Regions from separate parts of the Mus musculus genome. Here region 2 is linked to region 1. The links are chromatin contacts, called in public HiChIP or PLAC-seq maps. All regions are on one chromosome and are shown on one strand. Each heading gives the region's core, a stretch centred on a gene start, on an enhancer-like site or on the middle of the called end of the contact. The rest is flanking DNA. Distances are from core to core; before and after follow the strand shown. Region 1 has its middle 18 kb from the start of 2010308F09Rik. Region 2 overlaps Cask (calcium/calmodulin-dependent serine protein kinase (MAGUK family)).

Region 1 (7,414 bases), core at 1,955-4,454:
CCTGTCTCTCACTATTTATTATTTTACTTTGGTTTGCTATGTACTTCATAAAGTCATTCAAAACCAAAACTATTAGCCTGGTGGTGGTGGCACACACCACTAATCCCAGAACTTTGGAGGTAGGGCAGATCTCTTGAGTTCAAGACCAGCCTAGTCTACAGAGTGAGTTTCAGGACAGCCAGGGCTACACAGAGAAATCTTGTCTTGAAAAGCCAAAAGGGGGACTGAAGAGATGGCTCAGTGGTTAAGAACACTAACTGCTCTTCCAAAGGTCCTGAGTTCAAATCCCAGCAACCACATGGTGGCTCACAACCATCCGTAATGAGATCTGACACCTTTTCCTGGTGCTTTCTGAAGACAGCTACAGTGTACTTAGATATAATAAATAAAAAAGCCAAAAGGGGGGTTGGGGATAGTTTATTAAAGACATTGGAACCCTTCCCATATTTTGTTCCCTCTCAGAGTGCTTAGTCTAATATGTGTCATGAGACACCAAGGGCTCAACCCTCATGAGATGGCCATCTTGGAAGTGGCTCCTTTAGCCTCTGCTCAGCTGTCAAGTACATATATACATACACACACACATAATCAAATGTTTAAAAGGCAAAAATGGTTCAGGGGCTAATTGGATAGCTCGGTTCATAAGCTGCTTATCATGCAAGCATGGAGACCTGACTCTGAGCCCCAGGATCTGTTAAAAAGCCAGGTGTGGTGGTGTAGGATGGACCATGTAGATGGATCCATCCCTGGGGCTTGGCAACATTAAGAAACCCTAGCTCGGGCTGGTGAGATGGCTCAGTAGGTAAGAGCACCCGACTGCTCTTCTGAAGGTCCAGAGTTCAAATCCCAGCAACCACATGGTGGCTCACAACCATCCGTAATAAGATCTGACTCCCTCTTCTGGTGTGTCTGAAGACAGCTACAGTGTACTTTCATATAATAATAAATAAATCTTTAAAAAAAAAAAAAAGAAAGAAAGAAACCCTAGCTCAAAAGCTCAGGTGAGCGGTACTCCTGATGTCTGGCCTACACACACAGACGCACACACAAATGTTCACCCGTGCACATGACACACACACACACTCCAAATGAAAATGAAAATGAGTGCCAGTTCTACCTGGGGGGGATAGGTTCAGAGCGGGAGTGCCTGCCTAGAAACTTTGAAACTGGAGCAATAGACAACAGAAAGAAACCATCAGGACTGCAGTGGGCCCCTCTGAATGGTGGGATCACAAGTAGAACTGGTTTGGCTTGGGTTCAGAGATGAGCTCAAGTTAACAGTATTCCTGTGCTTATGTGACATATTAGCAGCAATGGTCTGCTTAAAGTCCTCACTTTATTTTGAGACAGTCTCACAGAGTCCTGGCTGACCTTGAACTCACTACTTTGAAAATAACATTGAATTCTAATTGTCCTGCCTGCACCCTCCACCTCTCCAGGGCTGAGATTAGAGGTGTGCCCCCCCCCACCCCCCTCTCTTTTATTCACTGTAATCCCTGTCCACTGAGATCCTTTCTCCCCACAGGTGTTTATTTGGAGGGCTGAGGATTAGCGTGGTGCCAAGCACTTTACCCACTGAGCTACACCCCCAACCCAACTTGGTGGTGATTGTTCTGAGGCGCTGGGATTAAACCCAGGACCTCCCCCGTGATAGGTAAACCCTTTCGTGACCTGTCCTATCCCTTAGATGTCACAGGCAAGCCATATGACGCACTGAGGCACCGGGTCCACAAAGATCCAAGGTCCACAGGTGCTGGCGCCTTTCAAAGGAAATGGTGTAAGAAACTGAGTCTGAGTGCGCATCTCTGTAACTGCCACACTTTGAACCGGACACAGGAGGCTCGGCTGTTCAAGGCCAGCCAGGGACACATGAAGCCCTGACTTTAAATAAATAGGCAATTAAATAAAGGAGAATAGCATGGTATTTGCTAATAACTTGTGACTATCCTTCCCTATACTTTTTCTAAAAATATGCAAAGAAGGCATGGTGAGTGCAAACGTGGACAGCTGTTCAGGGAGGAATAAAATCTCTCCACATGTTCAGCAGAGATGAAATCTTTTTTCCCCCAAATTATTTTCAATCTTCAACGGGTTTAACCTGTAACTAGAGGCCATGGACTCAGATCCCGTCGTGGTAAGAACAAAGCCCAAACAAGCTCAGCCTGAAAGATGGGAGAAGGTTTGTTACTCGCTGCAGGCAAGGAGAGTCGAGGGAGGGGAGTTACTGAAAAGCGAGGTCCCCAGGAACAAAGGAAGCGTGAGGACCACGTTCAAGGAGTCTATACATATTCATGTAGGGGCTGGCCTATAATAAATATGCAAGAGCAAGGAGCACAATTCCGAGCATGCCCAGTTGGGGAGTACACCTCTGAGCATGCTCAATGACGGAGGCCATTTCTGAGCATGCTCAGTTAAGAAATACACGTTTAGGCATACTCCGTGTAAGGTTGTGACCGCATGTTTGAAAAAATTTAAAGAGATAGACAGGAATGACTCTGAGCATGCTCAGTTTGCGCCATGACGGTTTACCTGAAAAGAAAGGAAAGGACACAATATAAGCCGCCTAATACCGTAGTTGCCCTTGGAAGTGCCTGCTAACAAATGATGCAGTGCTCAGGGCTATGGAGGGTGGATTTATATCTGACTCTTCGTTTGTGTACCTGAAAAATGGATATTGTCACTTTGCGTGAATTGTGCTCTACTTTGTTTTGTTGCTGTGGGCTTGAAGGGGGAGGGTTTTTCTGTGCTGCTGGAAATGGAATTTAGGACCCTGTACATGCTAGATGTTCTACCGCTGAGCTACAGCCTTAGCCCTCTGTGTTGTTGGTTTTTTTTTTTTTTTAACTTTAATGTAGATGTGAGAGCCATGGAATATACATCGTACATGCATAGCTGAATTTTCACAAAGTGAAGCCTGTCTATGACGCAGAGGCCTTGCTCCAGAAAGAGACCATAATCTGAGCAGGGCGATGCACACCTGGAATCCCAACACTTGGGAGGCTGAGGCTGGAGGATTGCTGTGAGCTTGAGCTAGTTTACATAGTAAGCTGCAGACCAGCCTGTGTTACAAAGTGAGATCCTGTCTCAAACAAACAAACAGAAGCACAAACCAGGATGGGCAGAGAGCGTCCATTAATGCCTGTACCTATAATCCACTCTTTTCCCTAGTTCCATGGCATTCCAAGATATCTGAACTTCCCCCATACACACACACACACACACACTGCCCCCTACAGGACTGAAAATTAAAGGGTCCACAAGGCCCCACAGGTTATACAGGTAGTAATAATTTCTGGGGGAGCACCCTGTCCAGCCAGCTAAGCTGCTTGCCAGTCGCCAAGGAAGCTTCAAGATGCAGTTTTCATGTTTTGGGTGATACAGCTGCTTTGGAGTCACCCCTGCTCCCAAAAATAACCCCTGCCCCATATGCCTCTAAGTAAGCCAGATCAGCTCACTGGTCCACTAAACTAGACTTGGGTGGGGGTTTTCTTTTCTTTTTTTTTTTTCAGTCTTTTGTGGAAACAGCTATACTGGCTGGTTTTGTGTGTGTGTGTGTGTGTGTGTGTGTGTGTGTGTGTGTGTGTCAACTTGACACAAGCTAGAGTCATCAGAGAGGAAGGAGCCTCCCTTGAGGAAATGCCTTCACGAGATCCAGCTGTGAGGCATTTTCTCAATTAGTGATAATGGGGGAACAGCTCAGCCCATGGTGGTCCTGGGTTTTATAAGAAAGCAAGCTAAACAAGGCATGGGAAGCAAGCCAGTAAGCAGCATCCCTCCATGACCTCTGCATCAGCTCCTGCCTCCAAGGTTCCTGCCCTGCTTGAGTCCCTGTCCTGACTTCCTTCATGATGGACTGTGATCTGGAAGCGTAAGCCACATGAACCCTTTCTTCTCAAACTTGTTTTTTGGTCATAATGTTTTCTTCACAGCAATAGAAACACGAAGACAACAGCTTGTTCTGAAAATCCCTCTGGTCCTCAGAAACTGCACTTTTGCTAGACATTGAACCAAGTTAATAATGTGCTTTGAGCCGGGCATGGTGGCACATGCCTTTAATCCCAGCACTCAGGAGGCAGAGGCAGGCAGATCTCTGAGTTCGAGGCCAGCCTGGTCTACAGAGTGAGTTCCAGGACAGCCAGGGCTACACAGAGAAACCCTGTCTCGTAAAACAAAACAAAACAAAACAAAACAAAAACAAACAAAACAAAACAAAAAAGTGCTTTGAGACCATTTAAAACTATGTAGTCAGTGAAATGGCTCAACAAGTAAGAGCACTGGCTGCTCTTCCGAAGGTCCTGAGTTCAAATCCCAGCAACCACATGGTGGCTCACAACCATCCATAATGAGATCTGACCCTCTCTTCTGGTGTGTCTAAAGACAACTACAGTGTACTTATATAAATCTTTTTTTTTTTTTAACTACGTAGTCAACCTGCTACTCAAACTATATACTCAGCCTGTTTCCGTTTAATTTGCTTTTAAGAAAACAGTGGAGATTTAGCTCAGTGGTAGAGTACTTCCCTAGCAAGCCCAAGGCTCTGGGTTCAGCCCTCAGCTCCAGGAAAAAACAAACATAATAATGTCCCTTAAAGGCCTGTACAACATGCCTGGCTCAACTTTTTTTTTTTTTTTTTGGTTTTGTTGTTGTTGTTTTGTTTTGTTTTTTTCTTGTTTTTCTTTTCTATTTTTTTATTTGTTTTGTTTTGTTTTGTTTTGTTTTCCAGACAGGGTTTCTGTGTGTAGCCCTGGCTGTCTTGGAACTCACTCTGTAGACCAGGCGGGCCTTGAACTCAGAGATTTGCCTGCCTCTGCCTCCCGAGTGCTGGGATTAAAGTCAACTTTTTTTTTTTTTTTTGGAGACAGGGTCTTAGGTTAATTAATGCAGCCCAGGCCTGCCTTGAACTAACGGCAATCCTCCTGCCTTCTAGTCTTCTGAGTTCTGGAATTATAATGTTCACCACACATCCAGCTTTAAATGAGGCTTTACTGGGCCACAAACAAACAATGTTCTCATAAGAGTTCCCAGACTGGGGCTGGCGAGATGGCTCAGTGGTTAAGAGCGCCGACTGTTCTTCCAAAGGTCCCGAGTTCAAATCCCAGCAACCACATGGTGGCTCACAACCATCTGTAACGAAATTTGATGCCCTCTTCTGGAGTATCTGAGGACAGCTACAGTGTACTTACATATAATAAATAAATAAATCTTAAAAAAAAAAAAAGAGTTCCCAGACTGTCTTTGAGGAAGCAAGTGGAGGCAGGGGAATTGAGAGCTTGAGTCCAGCCTGCCAAGTTGGACTACAAGGCCCATTCGAAAAAACCACAAACAAGCCAGGCATAGTTGCACATGCCTTTAACCTCAGCACTTGGGAGGCAGAGGCAGTCAGGACAGGCATATTAGCAGTTGTCTTTGGCCGCCCACCCACCCAGGTGTATTGGTGGCAGTAGTCCTTGGCTCAGGATTTCTGCAGAAGTCCCATCAAAGTCGTTGGCATTTGTCAGGTGGATTTGCTCCTGAATTTGGGGTCATTTGTTTAGCTGGCAGGAAGGGCTTCCTGTTGCCATGGCAGGAAGACCATATAGCAATCAGAGCTGAACATGCAGGAAAGTCCGACAATTATTTATTTATTGGCAGCACTGGGAATTGAACCCTGGACTTGGTGCATGATAGGCAAGTGCTCTACCACTGAGCCCTATCTCCAGTCCTCCTTTGTAACCAATGAATGAAGCAGGTGACAACACCTGCCTTTCACTAAAGATGGAATGCAAGGCTGGAAAATTTGGCCTTTTAAATTTTTTAATAAGTCTCAAAGCAGGGCGTGCTTAATTTTCCCAGTAATAAATTGTGATGATACATGAGCCACATTGTCTGCCAGAGCTCATTACTCAGTGTCCAGATCGTCACTGGGGGCTGGAAGTACAGGCAGTCTACCCAACAGCACAGCCCTCTGCAAGAAAGCAGATATTTGATCTTTTTTTTAAAAAGTGTCCTAGAAATGGCAGGAACCTTCTCCAAATGCAAATTTCCAAACATCCTAAGTCAGGGGCTGTTATGTGACTTGTCCTGGGGACACATGGGCAAATGTCTGGTCAGCCCAAGGGGTGGCACCAGTGAACACCTGTGCCGATGTCAAGTTAAGACATCAGAAAGGATCTTTCTCTTGGAATATTTTTTTTTTTAAGATTTCTTTATTATTATACATAAGTACACTCTAGTTGTCTTCAGACGCACCAGAAGAAGGCATCAGATCTCATTACAGATGGTTGTGAGCCACCATGTGGTTGCTGGGAATTGAACTCAGGACCTTCAGAAGAGCAGTCGGTGCTCTTACCCACTAAGCCATCTCACCAGCCCTCTTGGAATAATTTTGACCAAGAGTGAGCCCACATTTGAATTCTCCACTTCTCTTCCTGTGTCTTCAGTTGTTTGTATAGTTTTGTGATCTGTGGCCTGTCATCTGTTGTGTGTATGATGTCTGTCTGTCCCTAACAAAGGGCATTGTTCTGGATGAATTGAACAGCACAGAAAACCTGGTGTGGGAAAGGAACGAGGAATATGTTTTTACAGAGTTCTTTTTTACTGTACATAGCCCTGGCTGTCCTGGAACCCAATATTTATGTAGCCCGGGCTGGCCTTGAACTGAGAGATCCACCCCCACTTTGCTTTCTGAATATACAGTATGTCTTCTGTTCTTTCAGAGGACACTGGGGAGGCAGAGGCAGCGGGATCTCTGAGTTCCAGGACAGCCATGGCTATACAGAGAAGGCCTGTCTCAGAAAACAGTTAACAAGGGAAGAAATCTCTTTACTGCTTCCCCACCAGCACTTAAAACTAACAATATTAATCAACCAATATCTACATGATGCTTCTAATACTTATGGTGACTACTTCTTTTGTCAAAGGTCCCTTTCAATCTGTTAGCTACTTTCGGCTCATCATTAGCACAGCATCCACATCCCTCGGCCAGGGACATGGGACCATGTACATAGTGCAAGTTAAAGCTATGCATTTAACTTAGATAATGAAAGCTGATTAGTGGGAAGTACAATGCATAGAACAGTTGGTTACATTGTTTTCTCTTACTAAAGGTTTTGTGTTTGTTTGTTTTTGTTTTCCCGATACAAGGTTTCTCTGTGTAGTCCTAGCTGCCTGGAACTAGCTGTGAAGAACAGGCTGGCCTCAAACTCAGAGATACCCCTGCCTCTGCCACCCCAGTAGGTCCTCTGAAAAAACAGTATGCATTCAGGGGGGAAAGGCAGGTGTATTTCTGAGTACATGAGCAGCCTGGGATACATAGATATTGAGTTCCAGGACAACCTAGGCTATGTACTGAGACCCTGTCTCAAAAACAAAACAAAACAAAAAATAAACCTCTAAAATGAAAATAAATAAATATGTAAAAACAAAAACAAACACA
Region 2 (7,414 bases), core at 2,628-5,127, 350 kb before region 1:
TGAGTGCATATCTAATGACTTCTTTTGTGATTGGGTTACCTCACTAAGTATGATATCCTCCAGATACATCCATTTGTTCAAGAATTTCATGAATTCATTCTTTTTAATAGCTGAATAGTACTCCATTGTGTAAATGTACCACATTTTCTGTATCTATTCCTCTGTTGAGGGACATCTGGGTTCTTTCCAGCTTCTGGCTATTATAAATAAGGCTGCTATGAACATAGTGGAGCATGTGTTCTTATCACCAGTTGGAACTTCTTCTGGGTATATACCCAGGAGAGGTATTGCTGGATCTTCTGGTAGTATTATGTCCAATTTTCTGAGGAACCACCAGACTGATTTCCAGAGTGGTTGTACAAGCTTGCAATCCCACCAACAATGGAGGAGCGTTCCTCTTTCTCCACATCCTCGCCAGCATCTGCTGTCACCTGAATTTTTGATCTTAGCCATTCTGACTGGTGTGAGGTGGAATCTCAGGGTTGTTTTGATTTGCATTTCCCTGATAATTAAGGATGTTGAACATTTTTTCAGGTGTTTCTCCATGCTGAGTCATCTCTACAGCACTATTTTCAGCACTGTAAAATATACAGTTCTATAGGGATAAGTGCATTTACATTGCTGTTCAACTACTGCAACCTTCTATTTTCATCTTTCTCAACTGAACTAAAACATAAAACAATACCATCATCCTCTCTCACTCTTGGCTCATGACAGTCATAATTCTACTTACTGTCTCTATCAATGTTATTATTCCAAGAACATCAGTGAATCACAAAAATTTATCTTTTTAATGTTTTTAGTTATGTGGGTGTATGTGTATGGGTATGTGTGGGTGTGAATGTGTGTGTGTTTGTGTGTCCTGCTACTTAGGTGCATATATGCCATAGTATTTATGAGGATCAGAAGTCACTTTTTAGGAGTTGACTGCCTCCTTCCACCATGTGGGTTCTGAAGATTAATTTCAGGTTATCAGGCCTTGGGACAAACAACTTTACCCACTTAGATACCGCAGTAGTCCAGTATCTGTCTTTTTATTACTAGCCTATTTTATTTAGCATCATGGTCCTTATGGATCATCCATGTTGTATTAAAATTTCCTCTCTTTTTAAGGTTGAATAGTAGTCTATTTTGTGTGTGTATATTGCATTTTTTTCTCCCGCTCTCCCACTCTCCATGTTATGTGGTAAATATGTACAGGAAAAAACAGCTTCTCAAAATGCCAATCACAGAGATTTCTACCTTGGTTCATTCATCACATAATTGCGCTTTCTGGATCCCAAGTTGGTTCCTATATTCTTTCTCATTTTTAAAAGAATATACTATCTTCTCTGAGTATGCTATGGATTACAGGGGTTTATTGTGGCTCCTGTTTTTGGGGGGGTTGGAGTTTTGGGGGGTTTTGGATGGATTTGCATAAACCAGAGTTTGAAATTCACTTTGTAATACTAAAGTAGATCCTACAATAATAAATTCAAGTTCAAGCTATTCAGTATGTGCTGGGCCCTACCCAAGGATATGCTAAATTCCAGAGTAGGACTCTAATCGCTGCTTTACTCCAGTCACTAGTTTCTGTGGTATAACATACTTCTTCAGATGAAATACAAGGTTGGTTTAAGATTTCTAAAAGGTGCTTTGTTTAGTGATGCTGTTCAAAGAAATGGAAGTTCAATTTTCTAGTAATGCATGGAATGGAGAATCATCTGTATGACTAATATTTTAATGTCTTCTTTTTAACTACTCAAAATAGACTGGGAGCTAGAGAGTTGATAAGGTGATTAAGACTACTTACTGTTCTCCTGAGGACCAGAGGTCAGTTCCTAGCACCTATATCAAATAGCTCACAACCATCTGTAACACCAGCTCCAAGGGATCTCACACTATCTTCTGGACTCTGTGGATACCTGAACATATGTAGAATACATTCTGTCACATACAGAAAGAGGTGAGAAAGAAAGGAGAAAAAGGGAGAGAAGGAGGAAGAAGAGAGAGAGAGATTTTAATTAAATAGATTTGAAAATTCTGTAATGCATAAGTTTTTAGGGAGAAAATGGTACTGATAGGATAGACAAATATTTACTCCATAAAAGAAAGATCACCCAGTGGGTTTTTATTGGGGGGTATATACCTCAGCAAAATTGAAATTTATTTTTTTATTTACAATCCAGTCGTTCCCCACCCTAACCCCCTCAGTCCCCTCTCCCAGAGTTACTCATCCCATTTCCTCCTCCCCCTTGCCTCTGAGAGGGTGCTCCCCCGACCAGACCTTCCCCTTTCCTCAGGCCTCAAGTCTCTCAAAGATTAAGTGCATCTTCTCCCACTGAGGCCAGACCAGGCAGACCTCTGCTTATATTTGTGCCAGGGGCCTCGGACCAGCTCGTGTATGCTCCTGGTTGATGGCTCAGTCTCTGGGAGCTTCCTGAGGGTCTGGGTTAGTTGAGACTACTGGTCTTCTTTGGGATCACACTCCCTTTCAGCTTCTTCAATCTTTCCCCTAATTCAACCATAGGGGTCCCTGGTTGGGTGTAAGTATCTGCATCTGTCTCACTCAGCTGCTGGTAGGGCCTTTCAGAGGACAGCCATGCTGGGCTCCTGTCTGTAAGCACATCATAGCATCAGTAATAGTGTCAGGCCTTGGTGCCTTCCCATGGGATGGATCTCAAGTTAGGCCAGTTATTATACTGACTTTCCTTCAGTCTCTCCTCCATTTTTGTCCCTGCAGTTTTTTTAGACAGGAACGGTTCATTATGAATTTTGCAGGCAAATGGATGGAACTAGAAAATATCATCCTGAGGTAACTCAGACCCAAAAGGACATGCATGGTGTGTCCTCACTGATAAGTGGATATTAGCCAAAAAGTACAGAATACCTAGAATACAACCCATAGACCATAAGAAGTTGTAACAAACAGAAAGGCCCAAGTGAGTAGACTTCAATCCCACTTAGAACAGGAAAGGAAATAATCATGAGAGGCAGGGGGATGGAGGGACCTGAGTAGGAGAGGGAACAGGGAGGGGAAAGGGGGAACAGGATCAGGTATGTGGGGGAACAGGAGAGAAGCCCAGTGACAAGAGAATGAATAGAGATAAGCAGCCTCAGGGGTTGGGGTGGGAGATGGGGGACCCTCTAGAATGTACAGGAGACCCACGAGGTGAGACACTCTTAAGGGCTCAATGGGGGTGCCCTTAGCCAAAATGCCCAACATTGGGGAGAGGGAACTCAAAGAGTCTACCTCCAATAGATAGACAGGGTCTCAAGGGGGAGGGACAGGGTTATTAACCCACAGTCAACATTTCTGACCCAAAACTCACCATGGTGGCTTTTATAACATTTTGTAAATTGTGGAATCACAATGATGCATAATCATTCTTAGATGTGTAAAAAATTTTTCTTTCAGTTTATAAATTTATAGTTCCTCAATTTTTCTGAAAATGCAATTTTAAGATGTACAATATTCCTTTCAGACCTGTACTATCTCATTTTTAATGTCTGAAAGGGACTTTCATTTTTGGTTTTGTTTATATTAAAGAGTTGGGTTTCCCCGGGCTATCCAGGAACTATGCGGTTTAAACTTCCTGGGTAGGTATCTAAGCTGAAAATCTCAAGTTGGTATGTTAATTTGGGCAGGAAAATATAGTTTAGATCTCTGAAACTTTTCTCCAGTTTACAACTTCGAAAAATCATCTTCAAAGTGATAGCTGCTTGTCAGTTCCCTAAATATTAGTATTAAGTCACCTGCCTTTCCCTAACATTTTGATGGATTTCAAATATATAATATGTGAAAAAAAAAAGTCCTTTTGCCTAGCACTTCTCAGTTCACTAAGGCACGATATTGGAACTTGGTTCCTGTTCCCTGAGACTGTGAAGGGAGTCTCTGACAGGCTGTCTCTCATCTCATGGCTGCCATTTCATATAGTCTTTCTCACACTCTTACTATCTGTCTCACTACAGTTGCGGGCACATTTCATTATTTTGGAGCTAAAAATGAACTTGAATTATCTTCCAACAAAAAGTTGCTTCAGTGTCTTTAAAGTAACTGGCCGCTAATGAACTTAACTGTTCTTTGAAGCTCTAGAAGGAAGCTCTTCATTTATTGATCTATATTTAGAGTCTTGTTCCAAAAGTTACAATCTTGTCTCAAGTGGTACATATTCTTGTCCTTTATAAGGTTTTCTCTGTGGAAAAAGAAAAGGTTGATGAGCTACACAACCCAGGGATAGTTATTTCATAGTATCTTCCCACTAACTTTAATTATAGAATATTTAAAATAGATATGGAACAGATACCTAAATGTGGAATATGTGAGCAATTATTTCTATTTGAGGACTAAGAAATCAAGAGTGAAATGTAATGCTGTGTTAAAATAGGAGCTGCCTTTAATGCTTTACAAGTAAAGTAAAAGTGATTGACTTCATCTATCTGTTGGAAAGTGCATGCTTAGGAGATAGGAACTGGGTATTGCCACTGAGTTTACTCTGCTTTGTTTGCACCATCTGTAGAATACAGTTTCCCAATGGAGTTGCAGTGACTCCAAGGCGGAGGTGAAGTGTGTCTGTGCAGCTGTGTGTGGTCATATCTGACCCAGTGCCAAAGACTGGCAGGGAGCACGTCTGTCTAGGAGTGACACAGTGTGAGACAGCCTGTTTCCCTTGCAGCTGTTCACATTTCCTTGTTTTTGCCTTGATTCTATGTCTGTGGTTTGTGTGTGTGTGTGTGTGTGTGTGTGTGTGTGTGTGTGTGTAGTGCTGAACTTGGGTAGCTAATTTCTTTAGAAAAAGAATGCAAACAGCCAGAGCTCCTCATCTTTGTCTTCCTTCTAGGAATAATCTATTAACATCTTTCTATCCCCTCTCCCACTCCCTTCAGCATGCCAGCCTTATAAATATGCTTTATTATCTTCAGATTTAAGGAATGCAAATGACAAAAAAATCTATTTTGATGTTACCAGTCTACCTTGAACTTATAAGTCTGGAGCAGAAGTTGCAAGTTATCACCCTCAAGCCAAATCCAGCCAACCACTTATTTGATACATATTTTACTGAAACACAGTCTATTCATTGTTAACAGCTGCTTTTATACAACACAACAGGCTGTAATAGTAGTGACAGAGACCAGATAGCCCCTAAAACCTAAAAAGTTCCCTTTTGGCCAGGAGAAGATTAAGGTTACTTAACGTGACAAAACCATGCAGTTACTTAACATGACAAAACCAGCAACTGATTAACTTCCAGATCATATGTAGTTTATTTTTGCCATGATCTATGAATAGCATTTTCTGCAATTTCCCCCCAAAATATTACTAAAGGCACCTTCCTAGCACGAGTTGTTAGTTGTTATCTATTTCTAAATTCTAACATAACCCAGAGAGGTCTGGTGTGATCCAGAAGGCCATGCTCTCATGCCCTGCTGCTCTGCTTGTGTAACCCTAAGTGCAGCATTTCACATACCTAGACATTAGTTTTCTCCTCTTTGTTGAACAGCTTTCAGTTGCTATGACAAAACACCTGAGATAATCACCTTAAAAGGAAGAAAAATATTTTGGCTCACGGTTTTAGAGGTTTCCATTTGTTCTCCCTATTGCTTTGGGCCTATGGGAAAGCAAAACATTATGGCAGAAGAAGCTACCCACTTCATGACACACAAAAAGCAAAGAGAAGAAGTGAATGGAATACTGCCATCTATTTCAATGGCACAGTCCCACTGACCTAGCTTTTCCTACCAGACCCCACTTCCTAAAGGTTCCACCACCTGCCACTAGTGCCACAAGCTGGCAATTATGCCTTTTAATACATGGGTGCTTGGGTGATATTTGTCCAGACTATAGGATTCTCTTTAAAATAGAGAAATAGAATTGTATTTATATCTAAGGTCTTCTCTATATTTAAAGAAAAACTTGTTTAGTAAGTCAGACTTGAAAGACCCACAAAAAAATAAATATGTACAAAATGTCTTTGATTTCAGGGGAAAAAATTTTAGTATGCAAGCAGGATCAAATAGAAATTGTATCTGGTTCCCAAAGAAACAAGCTAAAATAAGTATTCTGCTGTGTTTATTTTTGTGCTACTCTATTTTTTTTACAAATATGTATTTATAATCGCTACATACAAGTTCAAATTTTTATTTTTTGAAGAAAACAATTATGAAACACACACTGTGTCCTGTTACCTTATATTGGAAAACTCAAGGGTCATGGAGAAGAAAAAGAATCCCTTACACAGCATGTTCTATAATCACCAACATTAGACGGCCACTTCCTTTTTGGTTGTTGATGCCCTTGGTGTAGCAGACATGCCAGTGTTGGTGCTGGGTTGCAAATTTGCAGCCTTGGCATAGTTGGCACAGCGTACAGCTAGCCTCAGCAGCACACTCTTGTCTCCTGCCCCGTGATGTTACTCATAGCTCCTATTTCTGGTTCTTCTTGCTCTGTTCAGGCAGTTCTCTTGGACAGGACTCCATCAGAATAACCTTGCTCAGGTTACCTCTCATACATTTCTTTGACTTATAGGAAGCATGCATTCTTACTTTAAGATGTGCTGCAAGTGTGGGCTATCCCAGGTGAGGCAGAAAAGGAAGCCCTCACATACTAAAGGAACAGATACAAGTCATTTTTCGCTTAACCTAAAATACCACATGTTGAGCCTCCCCAAGGATTCTCTGAACAAAGCTATCTTTCCTAGTGCAACAGTGTAGGACTGGACTATAACTTGCTGCAACTTGACAAGCCCTGGCCAGAGACCAAGGCAAGAAGCTCCACTCTCTGGAACTTCCAGTTCTGGGACAAGATTTTCTGGAGGACTCCCTACCCTTCACTTTTTATAGGGGGAAGAGTAGGTCCCTCTCCTTTCCTTCTCAAGAAGGGGAAGGGAAAATCAAATATGAGCTCTCCCTAATTCTGTGACTCCTACACATGTCAGGCTTCTGCCTCCGTAGGCAGAATAAGGCTTAGGCTGAGTGTGGAAGGAACACTGGCTGCTGTGCAGCAAGCTCTACACCAGCACTGTCAGCTTCCTGTTGGCCTTAGATGACATTCTTTTTTTATTATTAACCAACGTGATTTTATTGCTCTTGTACACAAGAGAATTTATGCCACCAGAGCAGAGGTTGTGGACAACTCAATTTCCAATTGGGTGGAAGCACCTGCTTAGTCTTTTAGTGTCAAGCCAACTGGTAATTTCTGCTCTCTATCAGAATCAGGTGGAATTTACCATCCTTATCCTTTCTGTTCCTCTCAAGATGCTTGTGGACAGCAGCTGCTTTCTTAATCAAATGGCAGAGATTCTTGGGGAGATCTGGGACAAGGCCTTGGGATTCTCAAGATTTTATTACCAGTGACACAGCTCCCATTCATGATGGTGGAGGTCTAATAGCAAAGACAACGTTTATGTGTGTGTCTGTCTGTGTGTGTATGTACGTA

The links. HiChIP or PLAC-seq counts read pairs in DNA pulled down with a chosen protein or histone mark.
Region 2: a contact with region 1 is called in an H3K4me3 HiChIP or PLAC-seq map of the 230-238 cell line, with 11 read pairs. The contact joins two enhancer-like sites. A contact is called at or near these places in 1 of 15 datasets of contacts at CTCF or cohesin (large pre-B cells), 7 of 484 Hi-C or Micro-C datasets (Th17 cells, bone marrow-derived macrophages, centrocytes and 4 more), 6 of 115 datasets of contacts at active chromatin or transcription factors (the 230-238 cell line, astrocytes, embryonic forebrain and 2 more) and 3 of 9 other capture datasets (adipose tissue, liver and pancreatic islet).

The regions. Positions count from the first base shown.
Region 1 is chrX:13,225,816-13,233,229 of GRCm38.p6, reverse strand. No RefSeq gene overlaps it. Among named protein-coding and RNA genes, the nearest start is that of 2010308F09Rik, 18 kb to the left of the region's middle. Within about 2 kb of position 3,204, at least 357 of the 459 cell types and tissues checked have an H3K27ac peak or open chromatin away from gene starts, as enhancers often do. A contact at or near this core is called in the 230-238 cell line, Th17 cells, adipose tissue and 2 more, where this site is marked.
Region 2 is chrX:13,573,999-13,581,412 of GRCm38.p6, reverse strand. All of the region lies in intron 12 of Cask (calcium/calmodulin-dependent serine protein kinase (MAGUK family)), which reads left to right. All of the region lies in intron 1 of Gm34836 (a long non-coding RNA gene), which reads right to left. Among named protein-coding and RNA genes, the nearest start is that of Gm34836, 7.8 kb to the right of the region's middle. Within about 2 kb of position 3,877, at least 74 of the 459 cell types and tissues checked have an H3K27ac peak or open chromatin away from gene starts, as enhancers often do. A contact at or near this core is called in the 230-238 cell line, Th17 cells, adipose tissue and 2 more, where this site is marked.